Linked DNA regions of Mus musculus: regions 2, 3, 4 and 5 are each linked to region 1. Evidence: chromatin contacts called from public Hi-C, HiChIP or PLAC-seq and Micro-C data. All regions are on one chromosome and are shown on one strand. The core of a region is the stretch at or near the end of the contact, and the rest is flanking DNA. Distances in the headings are between cores, read along the strand shown. Region 1 holds the start of Mrps33 (mitochondrial ribosomal protein S33). Region 2 has its middle 24 kb from the start of Gm25402. Region 3 overlaps Dennd2a (DENN/MADD domain containing 2A). Region 4 overlaps Dennd2a (DENN/MADD domain containing 2A). Region 5 holds the start of 8030453O22Rik (RIKEN cDNA 8030453O22 gene).

Evidence for each region. Hi-C and Micro-C count contacts between places; a contact is called where the count stands out from the background. HiChIP or PLAC-seq counts read pairs in DNA pulled down with a chosen protein or histone mark.
Region 2: a contact with region 1 is called in an H3K27ac HiChIP or PLAC-seq map of embryonic stem cells, with 5 read pairs. The contact joins the enhancer-like site here to the promoter of Mrps33 in region 1. A contact is called at or near these places in 4 of 39 promoter capture datasets (the C10 cell line, cranial neural crest, liver and 1 more), 4 of 115 datasets of contacts at active chromatin or transcription factors (bone marrow-derived macrophages, embryonic stem cells, large pre-B cells and 1 more) and 1 of 9 other capture datasets (pancreatic islet).
Region 3: a Hi-C map of the P5424 cell line shows a contact between it and region 1, with 5 times the contacts expected there. The contact joins the enhancer-like site here to the promoter of Mrps33 in region 1. A contact is called at or near these places in 13 of 39 promoter capture datasets (the C10 cell line, HPC-7-derived erythroid cells, cranial neural crest and 7 more), 8 of 484 Hi-C or Micro-C datasets (ECoMG myeloid progenitors, ECoMG-derived neutrophils, the P5424 cell line and 4 more), 6 of 115 datasets of contacts at active chromatin or transcription factors (bone marrow-derived macrophages, cardiomyocytes, extraembryonic endoderm stem cells and 3 more) and 2 of 9 other capture datasets (adipose tissue and liver).
Region 4: a contact with region 1 is called in an H3K27ac HiChIP or PLAC-seq map of microglia, with 9 times the contacts expected there. The contact joins the enhancer-like site here to the promoter of Mrps33 in region 1. A contact is called at or near these places in 1 of 484 Hi-C or Micro-C datasets (nephron progenitors), 4 of 115 datasets of contacts at active chromatin or transcription factors (extraembryonic endoderm stem cells, large pre-B cells, microglia and 1 more) and 3 of 9 other capture datasets (adipose tissue, liver and pancreatic islet).
Region 5: a contact with region 1 is called in a Micro-C map of embryonic stem cells, with 3 times the contacts expected there. The contact joins the promoter of 8030453O22Rik here to the promoter of Mrps33 in region 1. A contact is called at or near these places in 2 of 39 promoter capture datasets (the C10 cell line and maxillary cranial neural crest), 1 of 484 Hi-C or Micro-C datasets (embryonic stem cells), 2 of 115 datasets of contacts at active chromatin or transcription factors (extraembryonic endoderm stem cells and pancreatic cancer cells) and 3 of 9 other capture datasets (adipose tissue, liver and pancreatic islet).

What each region holds. Positions count from the first base shown.
Region 1 is chr6:39,809,572-39,812,262 of GRCm38.p6, forward strand. It overlaps Mrps33 (mitochondrial ribosomal protein S33), which reads right to left and starts at 1,365. Exons shown (of 3, transcript NM_010270.2): 1 at 1,293-1,365.
Region 2 is chr6:39,445,001-39,447,691 of GRCm38.p6, forward strand. No RefSeq gene overlaps it. Among named protein-coding and RNA genes, the nearest start is that of Gm25402, 24 kb to the left of the region's middle. Within about 2 kb of position 1,306, at least 105 of the 459 cell types and tissues checked have an H3K27ac peak or open chromatin away from gene starts, as enhancers often do. A contact at or near this core is called in bone marrow-derived macrophages and embryonic stem cells, where this site is marked.
Region 3 is chr6:39,461,690-39,464,380 of GRCm38.p6, forward strand. It overlaps Dennd2a (DENN/MADD domain containing 2A), which reads right to left. Exons shown (of 19, transcript NM_172477.4): 18 at 2,523-2,609; 19 at 689-1,762. The coding sequence ends at 1,731. Among named protein-coding and RNA genes, the nearest start is that of Gm52860, 7.4 kb to the right of the region's middle. Within about 2 kb of position 1,387, at least 48 of the 459 cell types and tissues checked have an H3K27ac peak or open chromatin away from gene starts, as enhancers often do. A contact at or near this core is called in the P5424 cell line, bone marrow-derived macrophages, pro-B cells and 1 more, where this site is marked.
Region 4 is chr6:39,506,878-39,509,568 of GRCm38.p6, forward strand. It overlaps Dennd2a (DENN/MADD domain containing 2A), which reads right to left. Exons shown (of 19, transcript NM_172477.4): 3 at 1,365-1,492. Gm52860 (a long non-coding RNA gene) reads left to right here. Exons shown (of 3, transcript XR_003956284.1): 3 at 1,290-1,371. Among named protein-coding and RNA genes, the nearest start is that of 8030453O22Rik, 19 kb to the right of the region's middle. Within about 2 kb of position 1,309, at least 19 of the 459 cell types and tissues checked have an H3K27ac peak or open chromatin away from gene starts, as enhancers often do. A contact at or near this core is called in microglia, where this site is marked.
Region 5 is chr6:39,526,173-39,528,863 of GRCm38.p6, forward strand. 8030453O22Rik (RIKEN cDNA 8030453O22 gene) reads left to right here and starts at 1,369. Exons shown (of 2, transcript NR_167680.1): 1 at 1,369-1,472. The region is part of intron 1 of Dennd2a (DENN/MADD domain containing 2A); the gene reads right to left.

The DNA.
Region 1 (2,691 bases), core at 115-2,614:
AATTAGATTTCAATTCACATAAAATTATCCTAGGAGTTACACAATAGGGTAAAAATTAAAAACAAACAAACAAAAGTTATTTGTGGGTGGGTCTGTGTGACTATGTTCCCAGGGAGGCAAGATGGAGAGGGTTCCCCTAGACCAGTAGTTCTCAATCTTCCTAATGCGGCGTTCCTTTAATACAGTTCCTTATGTCGTGCTGACCCCTCTACCATAAAATTATTTCATTTCTACTTCATAACTGCAGTTCTGCTATTGTTATGAATTTATGAATTGTAATGTAAATATCTGATATGCAGGATATCTGATATGTGACTCACAGGTTGAGAACCTCTGCCCTATAATGGTGTTATACGTGGTTGTGAGTTATCTGACTAGAAACTCAACCTGGATCCTGCAAGAGCAATATGCTCTATTAACTACTGAGCCATCTCTTCAGCCTCACAAATTAGTTCCTTTGAAATATCATGTTTCTTTAAATGTGAATGAAAGAAAAATACAGGTGAAAATAACCGTTGAAAATGAGAAGCAAAACCAAATTACTTAAATATGTCAAGCAAAACACATAAAGCCCACATCTGAAAATTCAGAACTCTTTTTTCCCCTTTTGGCATAAAAAGATAAGTTTATCTTTCTCATGGATCTATTTATTTAAAATGCTTGCAGGTACACTTGTGTGGGTATAAGTGTAGGTCAATTATCAACATCAGGAGTACAATTTACCTTATTATTTGAGTTTCGACTGACAAGGAAAGCTGAAGGCATAGTGCCTGCCTAATCACGACCCAAGGAATGCATACGAGTTGTTACTGAGAAGCAACGTGCTCAGAGCATTTAAAAACTGGTACCAATTATTTTACTGGGTCACAGGGCATGAACCCCTCCGAACAGATAACTTTATTTTTTTTTTTTTGTTCAGCATGCACAACTCATACTCTCCGCTGTCTGATTCGCGCACTCCTCCGGCGCTGGAAGCTGTAGTAGAGTCATTCATTTTCCCAAGCATCATCTAAACTGCATTTTAAATAACAATCAACAAATATCGCCGGCGCATCCCACACAAAACTGAGTGCGAGGGCGGGCTCACTAGGAGAAAGGAAGTGCGTTTTTGGTTTGTTCAGTTCCCCACAGGATAAGGGGAAAGCCTCGGGTGTTTGTGGGGTACACGTGGAAGCTCCAGGAAGGCCCCTAACTGACTCGACTGGATCTGGCAATTCCACCAGGTTAGGGACCCGGGTCCGCCCGCACCGCCGCCGCCCTCTGCTGTGACCCCAGCGCTCCGCTTGCCTTACCTGCTCCTGACCTCGCGCACGCGCGTCCCCGGAAGGCCCGCCCCCCTTTACTTGCTTCCCAGCTCCAGAGAGCAGGAGAGAGGCGGAAGCTTGATGGCTAGAGCGGAGTCGGCGGACAACCCGGAACTACTCTCACTCCCTGGGGGCGGGACCTCGGGCGACACCTAGCGGCCGCGCTCGCTCTGAGCCCAGGGCCTCCGCCCGCGAGGAAAGCCGGGTTGTGTGGGTGTGGTTCTGAGAGTGGGGGAGCCTTGGCTATCCAGGAAGGTTCTAGAGGGACCACACGCATCATTTTGTCGAGAATAGCCAGAGCTGAGTCCCTCCTCGCTGAAGCTCCTTGCTCTGTGATAATAGAATGAAATGCAGTATTTTTCCTTTGTCTTCACGTTTCATTTTTCTTTTCATTAGAGCTTATGCTCTTTGCGTTCCAAAGATACTTGATGCTAGCTCAGAGTCTTTCTGACCGTGTTGGGTTCCTATCAATCAAGGAGTTGAGCTGTGGTTCTCTTTTCGGGGTACAGGGATAGAACTCTTGGATAGGAGATAGACAGGAGCAGTAACACAGAGAAATTGTGTTTTGGAAGATAGCCTAAGTTCTGCTTCTCTTTGTACATTTGGATAAGCTAGTGTAAAACTCTGTCCCCAGCCTTTTTCTTTTCTTTTCTTTTTTTGTTTTGTTTTGTTTGTTGAGACAGGGTTTCTCTATGTAGCATTGGCTGTCTTGGAACTCACCGTGTAGACCAGGCTGGCCTCAAACTCAGAGACCCATCTGCCTCTGCCTCCTGAGTGCTGGGATTAAAGGTACACACCTGGGCCGTCAATCCCAGACTCAAACTTTTATGATAAACTCTCAATTGTTTTTTAAAAGCAAGATGTCTTAATTGTGGAGCAAGAAAATATCGTAACGGACAGTATGAGATCAATCATGAGATCTTGAGCAATCTCAAAAGAAATCAGATATGTGGGCCAAGAAAACTGCAGCTTTATCTGCGCAGCTGTGTCAGCTGCGGGTCAGAGTGCCCTTTACCGTTGACTGTCCTTGGGAATGAAGATAGGTTGCTCATACCGCATCAACAACTAAGGTACCGGGGTATTTGCCTACGTGTGCACCAGTGAAGGGTCAGCATCCTGCAGAGACCATGACTTCATTACGATATTATTTTCATTGTGGGCTTGGCCAGGATAAGCTTTTCTAGAGGATCCTGAGAAGAAATATCCTTCAAAAGTGATCTGACCCACCGTGACTTAGGAAAGAAAAAGGCTCGCCCTACTCTATCACTATGACACCCACTTTATAAATGTAAGAATTAAAAAAAAAATACGACGGGGAATCTACTGTGCTCTTGCCCTTCTCTTTGGAACAGCTCACTCCTTGAAATCTTCGCTTGCTTTGTTAGAT
Region 2 (2,691 bases), core at 56-2,555, 360 kb before region 1:
CCGAGACTCTTTAACACAGGGGCAGCTCCCTGCTTTCTTCCCAAGCTTGGAACTTTATCCCTGGCTGAACTCAGATAGTGGTGCTTGTTTTCAGCAAGGGATGCAGGGCATCCTTGCCACATCCTAAAAGAAGTTTGGGACCAGGTATGTTGGTGCATGCTTTTAATTTTTTTGTTTTGTTTTTTGAGACAGGGTTTCTCTGTGTAGCCCTGGCTGTCCTGGAACTCACTTTGTAGACCAGGCTGGCCTCGAACTCAGAAATCCACCTGCCTCTGCCTCCCAAGTGCTGGGATTAATTTTTAATTATAACAATTATAGCACTAGGAGGCACTGGTAGGTCAAATTTAAGGACAGCCTGATCTACATAGTGAGTTCTAGGCCAGCCAAGGACTATACAGTGGTAGTCTGTCATTTAAAAAAAAAAAAAAAAAAAAAAAAGAAAAAAGAAAGTAGAAAGCAGTGATCTGGGATTTATTCCTTTTCAATGTGATCACCGAAAATTGTGAAATGCAGCCAGGTGTGATGGCACATGCCTTTAATCCCAGTACTCAGGGAGGCAAAGATAGGTCTCTGAGCTTAAAGCCAGCCTGGGCTACAAAATCGAGTCTCAGGACAGCCAGGGCTACACAGAGAAACCCTGTACTTTAAAACCGAACCAAACCAAACCAACCAACCAACCAAAGTGAAATCATTGAAACCTTCCAAGTTCAAATTTAGCGTCTTAGAATGAGATCTAAGTTTAGATTAAGGGCTAAATAAGTGTTAGCATTCCTTTTAGGCTCTACTCCACCATACCGCACCTGTACCAAACACAGCTCCAGTCAAGTCTCCTTCCATAAGGTAGTTTGACTTTTTTTTTTTTTTTCATTGCAGCTTTGAGCAATCTCCCCTCCTGCTGGTTCCTCGCTTCGCCTGAGCTCCGTGGGAGGAATTCCAATCTCTTTGCGGTCCATTATTCCAATTGATTTCAATTCTATTGATAGTCAGATTGAGAGACTCAGGTGCCTCTTTTGAATATCTTCTTTTGTTGGGGCCGCACACCCTGAGAGGTGGTGGAAGTCTGAGTTAGACTTTAGCCTGATCTACATAGCAAGTTCCGGGACATGCAAGGACTACACAAAAAACAAAACAAAACAAAAACAAACTAAAAAGGCTTTTAACCTGAAGCCTCCACCCAGTTCCGGAGAGTAGAACAAAAAAAAAAAAAAAAAAAAAAAAAAAAGGGAGCTCCTTAATCCTCTTGAAAACAAAGGGAGCTGCGAATGATCAACTGTGCCTGGGTCACCCATAGAGACCAAGATCCGCCAGATAGTCGAGCTCTGCCGCTAACCAGACACAGCCGCGCAGAAGGGGCTTTGAGCAGAGGAACTGGGCAGTGCACGGACAGATCACAGGCGATTTCCTGGTTGAGCCAGGGAATAAGAATAGAGGGTCGGACCCTCTGTTGGCTGAGCCTGTGGAGTCACGGAGAATTATGCAAGCTTTTCGAGAGGTCCTGGGTTCAATTCTTAGCAACCACTGGGTGGCTCACAACCCTCTATAATGGGATCTGGTGCCCTCTTCTGGGGTGCGGGCATATATGTATGGGAGCACTGTGTACTATATATATTATATGAACAGGAAAAAAAAACCCATAGAACAAGTATCATGGCTCTCTCTTTTTTCTTTTCTTTTTTTTTTTTTACTTTTTCGAGACAGGGTTTCTCTGTGTAGCCCTGGCTGTCCTGGAACTCACTTTGTAGAACAGGCTAGCCTCGAACTCAGCCACGCCCGGCTCTCCCTTTTCTCTTTCTCTCTCTCTCTCTCTCTCTCTCTCTCTCTCTCTCTATATATATATATATATATATATATATATATATATACATATATATATATATATATATATATATTTTTTTTTTTTTTTTTTTTTAAGAGACAGGATCTCACTACAGCAGCCTTTAGTTAGCTGGTCTGGAACTCTCTGTAGGGACCCATCAGGCCTTGCCCTTGCCAGGGTTAGGATCAAAGGAATGTGACACCATCCCCCACCTCTGTAATTCTTAATAAAGCTTGCTCTGCACACTCCAACAAGAGCCTGTGACAAAGAAACTCAGCTATTCTCTCAGGTTGAGCTTCAGTGACCCAAAGTCCCTAGATCAGACACAACTGTTTGGAGAAGAGTCCCATCATCCTATTAAAAAAAAAAAGACCCATGTCACTGGTCACTGGAATTATTAACATGCATCATCACGCCTGGGCCTGGTCTCCGCAGTGCTGGAGATCAAACCCAGGCCTTCACGCATGCTCTGCAAGCCCATTATCAACTTAGCACAAACAAGTCACTTCATTTCAATATTTTACGAAATATTTAATAGTCCCCAAAATACTATTTTAATAGGTCTTAAATTTTTATTTATTTTTATGTGAATGCATGTTTATTTATTTATTTATTTTTATGTGTATGTGTGTTTTTTGCCTGCATGTATTGTCTGTGCACCATATGCTTCCAAGGTAGCAGCAGAGGCGAGAAGAGGACATCTGATCCCCTGGGACAGGAATTACAGACTGTTGTTACCTGTCACTTGGGTCCAGGGAACTGAATCCAAATCATCTCCCAGATCCTTTGTAAGAGTAGCCAGCACTAAACTGCTGAGTCATCTTTCTAGTCCTGCAACCCATTTCTAAAAAAAAAAAAAAAAAAAGAAAAAAGAA
Region 3 (2,691 bases), core at 137-2,636, 350 kb before region 1:
CCAGCCTGAGCCTTCTTTACACATGCAGTGTGTCTCCCCCTTTTAATATAAAGACCACTGAAAAAAAGCCTCTTCAGTGTGGCAGGGGGTGCACACCTTTAATCCCAACACTTGTGAGGCAGGCAAAATTCTGAGTTCGAGGCCAGCCTGGTCTACTGACTGAGTTCCAGGATAGCCAGCACTATACAGAGAAACCCTGTCTTGAAAAAAACAAAACAAAACAAAAAAAAAAGGAAAGAGCCGGGTATGGTGGTGCACGCCTTTAATCCCAGCACTCGGGAGGCAGAGGCAGGTGGATTTCTGAGTTCAAGGCCAGCCTGGTCTACAAAGTGAGTTCCAGGACAGCTAGGGCTATACAGAGAAACTCTGTCTCAAAAAATGAAAAAGGAAAAGAAAAAAGCCTCTTCATACAAATAGCCTAGTACATTCCCCCAATATTTGTTTGTTTGTTTGATTTTTTGAGACAGGGTTTTTTCTGTGTATCCCTGGCTGCCCTGGAACTCACTTTGTAGACCAGGCTGGCCTCAAACTCAGAAATCCACCTGCTTCTGCCTCCCAAGTGTTGGGATTAAAGGTGTGTGTGCGCCACCACCGCCTAGCACATTCCCCCAATTTTATTTTAGGTTTTGTTTAAGTCAAATACAAAAACATCAATAAAATAGAATATTATACACTCACTAGGAATGTTGATAAAGATATACTTATTTATTTATTCACCTGAAGTTCTTAAGTAAAACAGTATAATATAAAATAAGTTAGAAAAGAACGTATATTCCAAAATACTAACTGTGATCACTTGGGGGCAATATAAAAATACACAGAATATTGCTATCAGAAAGTTACCTAAGCCTAGGAGCTTGTGGAATCGGTCCCTGAGCCCCCGTGCTGTGCTCACCTGCTTTCTCTGGCTACCTCCAACATCCCAGCCACGCACTCCTATTAATCCTGCCCAGGTCAGAGGCGATCCAGATGTAGTCAGTTTTTGGTGGCATTCACAGTATCGGGGTGGCAGCCCCGAGGCCAGCCCGAGAACCTTCCTTTGCTGCACACAGGGCTCCTGCAGACTCTTACTGTCCCCACAGGTCAGCTGATTCGGGTCCTCTCTCTCATAAAAGAGAAGCAACTACAGAAACCTCTCCTAGCTTTGTTGGTCAAGAGGAACAGGCTCACAGCAGTGGCCTAAGTGTCATGGTTGGGCCACAGGAAATAGAAACTTCAGGACCCTTAGAACATTTTATTACCAGTTAACAAGATTTCCTGTTTTTTTAAATGTGTCCCTCTAAAAGCCACAGACTTTTGGGGCATGAATGGAGCTATACGGCTTCTAGGAGAAAAAAAAAGAAAATGTAGTCAAGAACAGTAAAGTCCAGTCTCTGCCACCAGGTGGCGTCATAGACCAGTGCGGAAGAAGCAGTGGCGTGGGCAGAAGTGTTTCTGTGGCTGCCGCGCTTCCTAACTCCTGGCTCCACAGAGTCAATGAGCTGGCCCAGAGGCGATGAGATGGGGCAGGAGAGCTGAATGAAGGAAGAGCCAAACACTTTCCTTCTTCTTCTCTTTTAATATCTAAGATTTAAAGGTCCCAGAAGCAACTAACCACAGTAACAACATTCTGCATGCTGGCTGGTCCCTTCCGGAGCTGTTGTGAGCGCGTGCCACCTGCCCAGCTAAGGGGTCCATCCTGGGAGGACTGGGGCGTAGGGAGGAGGTTTTCCCTTGGGCCAAGATGAGGGTTATTTCTTGTGGAGAAACTTCATTTTATTGCCTAAAAAAGAAAGTGAGAACATTTTATCAGGGGGGGAGGGGAGGGAGGGGGTGCACAGGAAAGTGTGTGTCTCTCAGCAGGCTGTGGAGTCAAAGGACATCTTTGTGGACTCAGTTCCCTCCTCCCGCGTTTATGTGGGTTCTGGGGACTGGACTTAGGCTTGTGTGCCACATGCTGTGATGTCTTGCTGGCTGGTCACACAGCTCCTGATCTTCCTCCTCCACCTCCAGGGTTTACTCTGGAGCACAGTGTGCACCCTTAAGGACCTTTTTGCTGATTAAACTGTAGTCCTGATGATTCTTCTTTTTTTTTTTTTTCTTTTGGTTTTTTGAGACAGGGTTTCTCTGTGTAGCCCTGACTGTCCTGGAACTCACTCTGTAGACCAGGCTGGCCTCGAACTCAGACATCCACCTGCCTCTGCCTCCCGAGTGCTGGGATTAAAGGTGTGCGCCGCCACCACCAGCAGTCCTCTTGATGATTCTTTTTTGCTCAGGGGCATTCGGAGGTTGGGAGGAATCCTACCTGTGTTAAGGTACTCCCTGCCTCGCCCAGGGCATGCTGCCTCTGTTGGTTGCCACAAGACTCGGGGGTTCAGAAGATGGTGGCAAGGATGTCAGTGAGGCCACCCTAGTTCCCAGGGACAGACTAAGAGAGGTAGACAGTCCACCCTGTACCGTTCCTGGCTCTTGTGGATGGAAGTAGTGAAGACTCCAGGAAAGATGGTTTAGAGCTGAGGCTGGCGACAGGGACCCAGCCTTACCCAGTCCCTTGAGGAATTTATTGACTCCGCTGTGCTCTCCGCTGGGCAGGGTTTCCAGGTACTCCTGGGCTCGGACTTCAAACAGACCTGGTGAGGAGAAATACCCAGGATATGTTAGATGCCTGCCTTTGTGCTTCTGCACTGACCTTCTTCCTCGATAGCTCGGGAA
Region 4 (2,691 bases), core at 59-2,558, 300 kb before region 1:
ACATTTAAAAGATTTATTTTATGTGAATGGTGCTTTGCTTGAACATATTATCTGTGTACCACGTGCATGGCTGACACCCGAGAAGGCCGGAAGAGGATGTCAAATCCCATGGCATTGGGGTTACAGATGATTATGAGCCGCCAGGTGGGCACTGGAAACTGAACCTGGGTCCTCTGAATAGCAAGCAGCCAGTGCTTTCAACTGCTGCGAAATCTCTCCAGCCCTGGGAGCACTAAGCCCCTATCTTGGCCTCCTCCTGGGAGTGCTTGTGGGATGTGTGTTGTTTCTTTGGCCATCCTTTCCTCTGGCAGCAGATCCTAATTCTCACTGAGGTGATAACTCCCCATCTTTCCATTTGTAGCTGTATCAAATAAACTCCACTCTCAGTTTCCGGGCTACCTGTTCTGCCAGGCCCGGACTCTGCCTCAGAGGTGCGCTCAGGGAGGGCTGACAGCCCAGGCCTAAGGCAATTGCTGAATAGCACTTCTGGCTCTAAAAGTGGACATAGGACATAAGGTGATCTGGCTGGAGTGGCTGGGGACATTTGCTGGGACTTGCAGGCCCCAAGGCTCTGGTTCTACAGAGGAAAGCCATGGGTTCCAGGGAGCTGGTAGCAGCCTTCCTGGGGACTGTGAGAAGCCCCGCTGAGAATAGGCCACCCTGGGAGAAAGAGAAAGAAGAAGCCAGTTTGGGTTACAGATTATTATTCTCCCAAACTTCCTTTGCTCTCTCATCACATGGGTGGGAACCCAGACAGAAGCGGCTCTGCTAAGCCCTCCCTCAGTCCTGGGCTTCCTCTTATGAGGCATTTCTGGTACTGGTTGCACCATGAATGTTGTCTGTGAGCATCTACCCCCTCTGCCCCACATGCACAAATACCTGTGGGCCTTTTCCCTCTCACCAGCTCCATTTCGGTTTTTGGGGTGTTTTTTTGTTTTTTGTTTTTTGAGACAGGGTTTCTCTGTGTAGCCCTGGCTGTCCTGGAACTCACTCTGTAGACCAGGCTGGCCTCAAACTCAGAAATCCGCCTGCCTCTGCCTACCAAGTGCTGGGATTAAAGGCATGCGCCACCACGCCTGGCTCAGTTTTTGGTTTTTAAGGTTACATTATATTTTTATTAGTGATTTTGAGCATATGTATTTATAACAGTCACAGTGTAATGATGAGTACATTTAATATAGTAAAAGTTGTATACCATCTGTGGATACACAACCATTTTTTGGTGTCTTTTCCTGAGGTGGGTTGTACAAAGCAAGCAGTGCTTCCCTTTTTATTACTTTCTTTTACAGCAGCCTGGTGTTTCTCCTTCCTTTCTGCCAGCTCGAGGGGAAGCAGCTCTACTTCTGGATTTTCTGACCTCTTACCTAGAATGTCTTCATAGACGTTCTCCTCCGATAAAGTGCGTGTGAGTCCCAATTTGGTCTGTGCATACCAGTCCACCCTGCTGTTCTCTGAGGAAGACTGTAGTAAGTCCTCGAACTCATAGGACTTTCTGGGTTGTGCACCGTGGAGAGAAACAAAGAGAGAACTTGAATCAATTCAGGCCGGTTCCAAACACAGCAGAGGTCAGAATGCAAAGTGGGTCAAGCCAAAGCTTTCGGACCAGGGCTGCAGAGCTGTAATGTAAGCCAGGGCAAATGCCCGACTTGCAGCAGAAACCCATCCCCAAAGGAGGGGCTATCGCTCCATTAGCCTCTTCTGCCTCCACTGAGGGCTCCAAGCGGGACAGAGGGACCAAGTCTTAGAGCACCAGCTTATGGGATCTGGGTCATACATATTAACTGCTTTCTGGGATGATAATGTGCTGTGGTGCACGGACTCTGACCTCTGCCGGTCCAGGTTATTTGCCTAGACTTGTCCCATAAGGGTAGAGGATAGGGTGAAGGTGTAGTTTGAAGTTCCTAGCACTAACAACGAAAGGTGTCTGCATGCTTCACTGTACAAGCCCTTTCTTACAGAGCATGCAACACAACAACTAATTTAGATGATCGTGGGTTTGATGGGACGGGATTAGCCACCATCCAAATGGACTCTGCAGGACATCCTGGCCTTTCAGGATATACCTCAACTCTGTTGTGATTTTTTTCCCCCATATTTGTGAGATCAAGATGTCAACATATGAGGCATGCTTTGCATTTGGATCCTGACACATAAAGAAGGGTTTGTTAGTCTAAACTTTTAAAAAGTGGCTAGGAGGCGGGTGTGGCAGTGCACGTCTGCAATGCCTGCACCTGGGAGGCTAAAGCTGGAGGGTTAACATCAAGCTGTAGGTCAGCCTGGTCAATATAGTGAGATTCTGTCTTAAAAATCAATGATAGGCATTATGGAATAAGCCTTTATTCACAGCATTTAGGAGGCACAGGCAGGCAGATCTATGTGAGTTCTAGACCAGCCTGGTCTACACAGTGAATTCCAGTCCAGCCAGAGCCACATAATGAGACCCTGTCTCAAAAAAAAAAAAAAAACCCCAAAAACCCCAAAAGTACAACACAACAAAACAAAGCAAATAAAAGCTGGGCATGATGATTCATGTTTATAATTCCAATACTCTGAGGTAAGGGAACTGTCAAGGTCTGTGGCCCACTTAGGGTACAATAAGTTTCAGACCAGTCTGGCCAGTAGATTCCGTCTCAAAATGAACAACAACAACAACAACAAAAAGCATAACAACAACAGTAAAAAGCATAACAA
Region 5 (2,691 bases), core at 119-2,618, 280 kb before region 1:
TTAGTGTATGCTTGCTGGCAGCCACCAACAGAGCAGAATCCCCCAGTCACATATGCTACCTCACGGCTCTGGACAGGGGATGAAAGACTGGGGCTTGAGCCCTTGCTCATTTTCCTTCTCAACATGGAGAGTGAGCACAGGAATTGAGCTGGGTGGGCTCTACCACCGAACCATGTACCTAGTCCTCCTTTTTTCTTTTAAAAGGAGGAATGCTAGCTGCCTTCTGTAGACGAGAGCCTTCTGCATGCAGAAGCCGCATAATCTAGTTTGTTGTTACTGGTGTATGGTAGGTTGATAGTACATATGCATTTAATAAATGAATATATATAAAATAAGCATATATATTTATATATAAATATACTATATATTTATACAATGTTTATATATTATATAAATATATATATTTTAAAATAGAATAAACACATTTAAATATATAAATATGCATTATAAAACTATATATTTAGCCGGCCGTGGTGGCACACGCCTTTAATCCCAGCACTCGTGAGGCAGAGGCAGGCGGATTTCTGAGTTCGAGGCCAGCCTGGTCTACAAAGTGAGTTCCAGGACAGCCAGGGCTATACAGAGAAACCCTGTCTCAAAAAACCAAAAAGAAAAAAAAAAAATATATATATATATATCCCAAGGCACTCAACTAATTACAACTAACTGTGACCATTATAGTTTTCAAATACCTGGAGTGACTCAACAATACTCGAGGAAGAGACAATGGCTTGTTGGAAGAACATTACCAAGGTCAAGCAAGAAGCGTACAGGGCGATGACACTATTTTAACTGTCCCCAGGACTGACAGAGTGTCTTCTCCACGTGACTCTTATACCCGTGGGTGTCTGCAGTTCCTGTTTCTAGCGTCTGGGCTGCTGAGAGTTGTGATGAGATTGGTGATAGCAGAATATGAGCGGGGGGGGGGGGGGGGGGGGGTGAGGAGGGGGAAGGCTTCCCGCTAGCAGAAGATGGGAACAGCTACGGCTGCAAAGCTTTAGCGTTTAGAGAGAAGTGAAAAACCGTGATTCTATAGCTAGAAAAAGATACCCTGGCCTGGAAGGCACACAACACTCACTCAGCAATATCCAGACCTCTCAAGTCTCAAATGAAGGCAGTTCAAGGAGCCGTCTGACAGGAGGCTCAGGAGAGTGACATTCCCCGGTTAAGGAAAGGGAGTAGGTGCAAGTAGTAAAAGGGAGAAGTAGACAGGCCGTCAGTTCCTACACTCTTAGGGAGAACAGAAGGAGGTGGAGAAGCGTGCTCATCTACTTCCAGGGCGCATGCGCATGCTAAGGGCGGCTCTTACTTGTCAGCCAATCTGTAGCTCAGAGTTCCAGTTGGGCTGTGGCTGTCTGTGGCCTGCTTGCACACGGTCACCATGTCAGCACCAAGAGAGACTCCAGGAAGCCTAGAGGACCAGTGATAAAGACTCCATGAGGCACATGGGCCCCTCCTTCAGAAGGAAGCAGGTATGTGGCCCCATTTCACCCGGAATGGGAGGTGGCAAGAAGAAACTAGAAAATCTGTCTTAGGTGGATGAGGTCACATGATCTCCTGGGGCTTCCAAGACTTCTACCTGCCAGGTAAAACTGAGGGTACTCAGTGTCTTGGCTCAGAACTTCCTCAAAGGAATCAAGAGGCCTGTTTCAAAACATGCTAACAGATCTTAGGTACCAGGAGGGAAAGGCCAGCGAAGAGACAGAAATAAATAAATGTGGTCTGAATGTTAATGACCCCACAGGCTCATATATTTGCATATTTAGTCCCCAGTTAGAGGAAGTATGTTGCCAGGGGTGGGCTTTGATGTTTCAAAAGCATGAGCCAGGCTCAGTCAGTCTCTGCCTCTCTCAGTCAGTGTCTGTCTGTCTCTGGCTGCCGCCTGGGGATCAGGATGTAAACTTCTCAGCTACTGTTCTAGTGCCATCTGTCCCAGCACTCTTCATCATAACGATCAGGGTGGAGTAAAACCTCTGAAACTTTACGCAAGCCCCAGTTAAACCCTTTTCCTTCCTAAAAGAGCTGCCTTGGCCATGGTGTCTCTTGACAGCAATAGAATAGTGACTAAGACAACAAATACATAAATTCAATTAAAACATAAGACAAATAAAAATAGAGCACTCATGGATCACCCTTTATGAAATGAAGACACAGTCTGGTGAGATGGCTCAGGGGGTATAAAAGTGCCTGCCACCGAACCCGAGGACCTGAGTTCAAGCCCCAGTCTGTCCTTTTCACCAGTGTGCGTGCACATCCAAATAAATAATGTGCACAAACACTCTTTTTAAGAGGAAGCAGGCAAGGAGGGACCTGAAAGCTGAAATGGAGCAGGCGAAGCCATTGGGAGTTGGGCACAGGGAGAACTGGAGCATAGACTTGCCCAGGAGTCTAGCTGTTGCTTTACGGCAACCCAGCACCATATACTCTGGAATAAATCTGTGGTGTAACCGAGCCCAGTTCTCCAAGGAAGCTAGGAGCTCAGGTCCACCCATCCCACAGTGGAGGGGAGCCCTGAAAGGCCTTTCAGGGACAGGAAGGAACTCATTGTCCCTCTCACAACTCTCACACAGCTGAAGCTTCTGGAGTCTCTCCATGTGGCTGGGCCCACAGACACTGCCTTTCTGTCCTCTTCTGGCAGATAGCCACATGGGCCAGGGGGTGGGGAGAAGGGAGCACAGCCGATCTCCACCC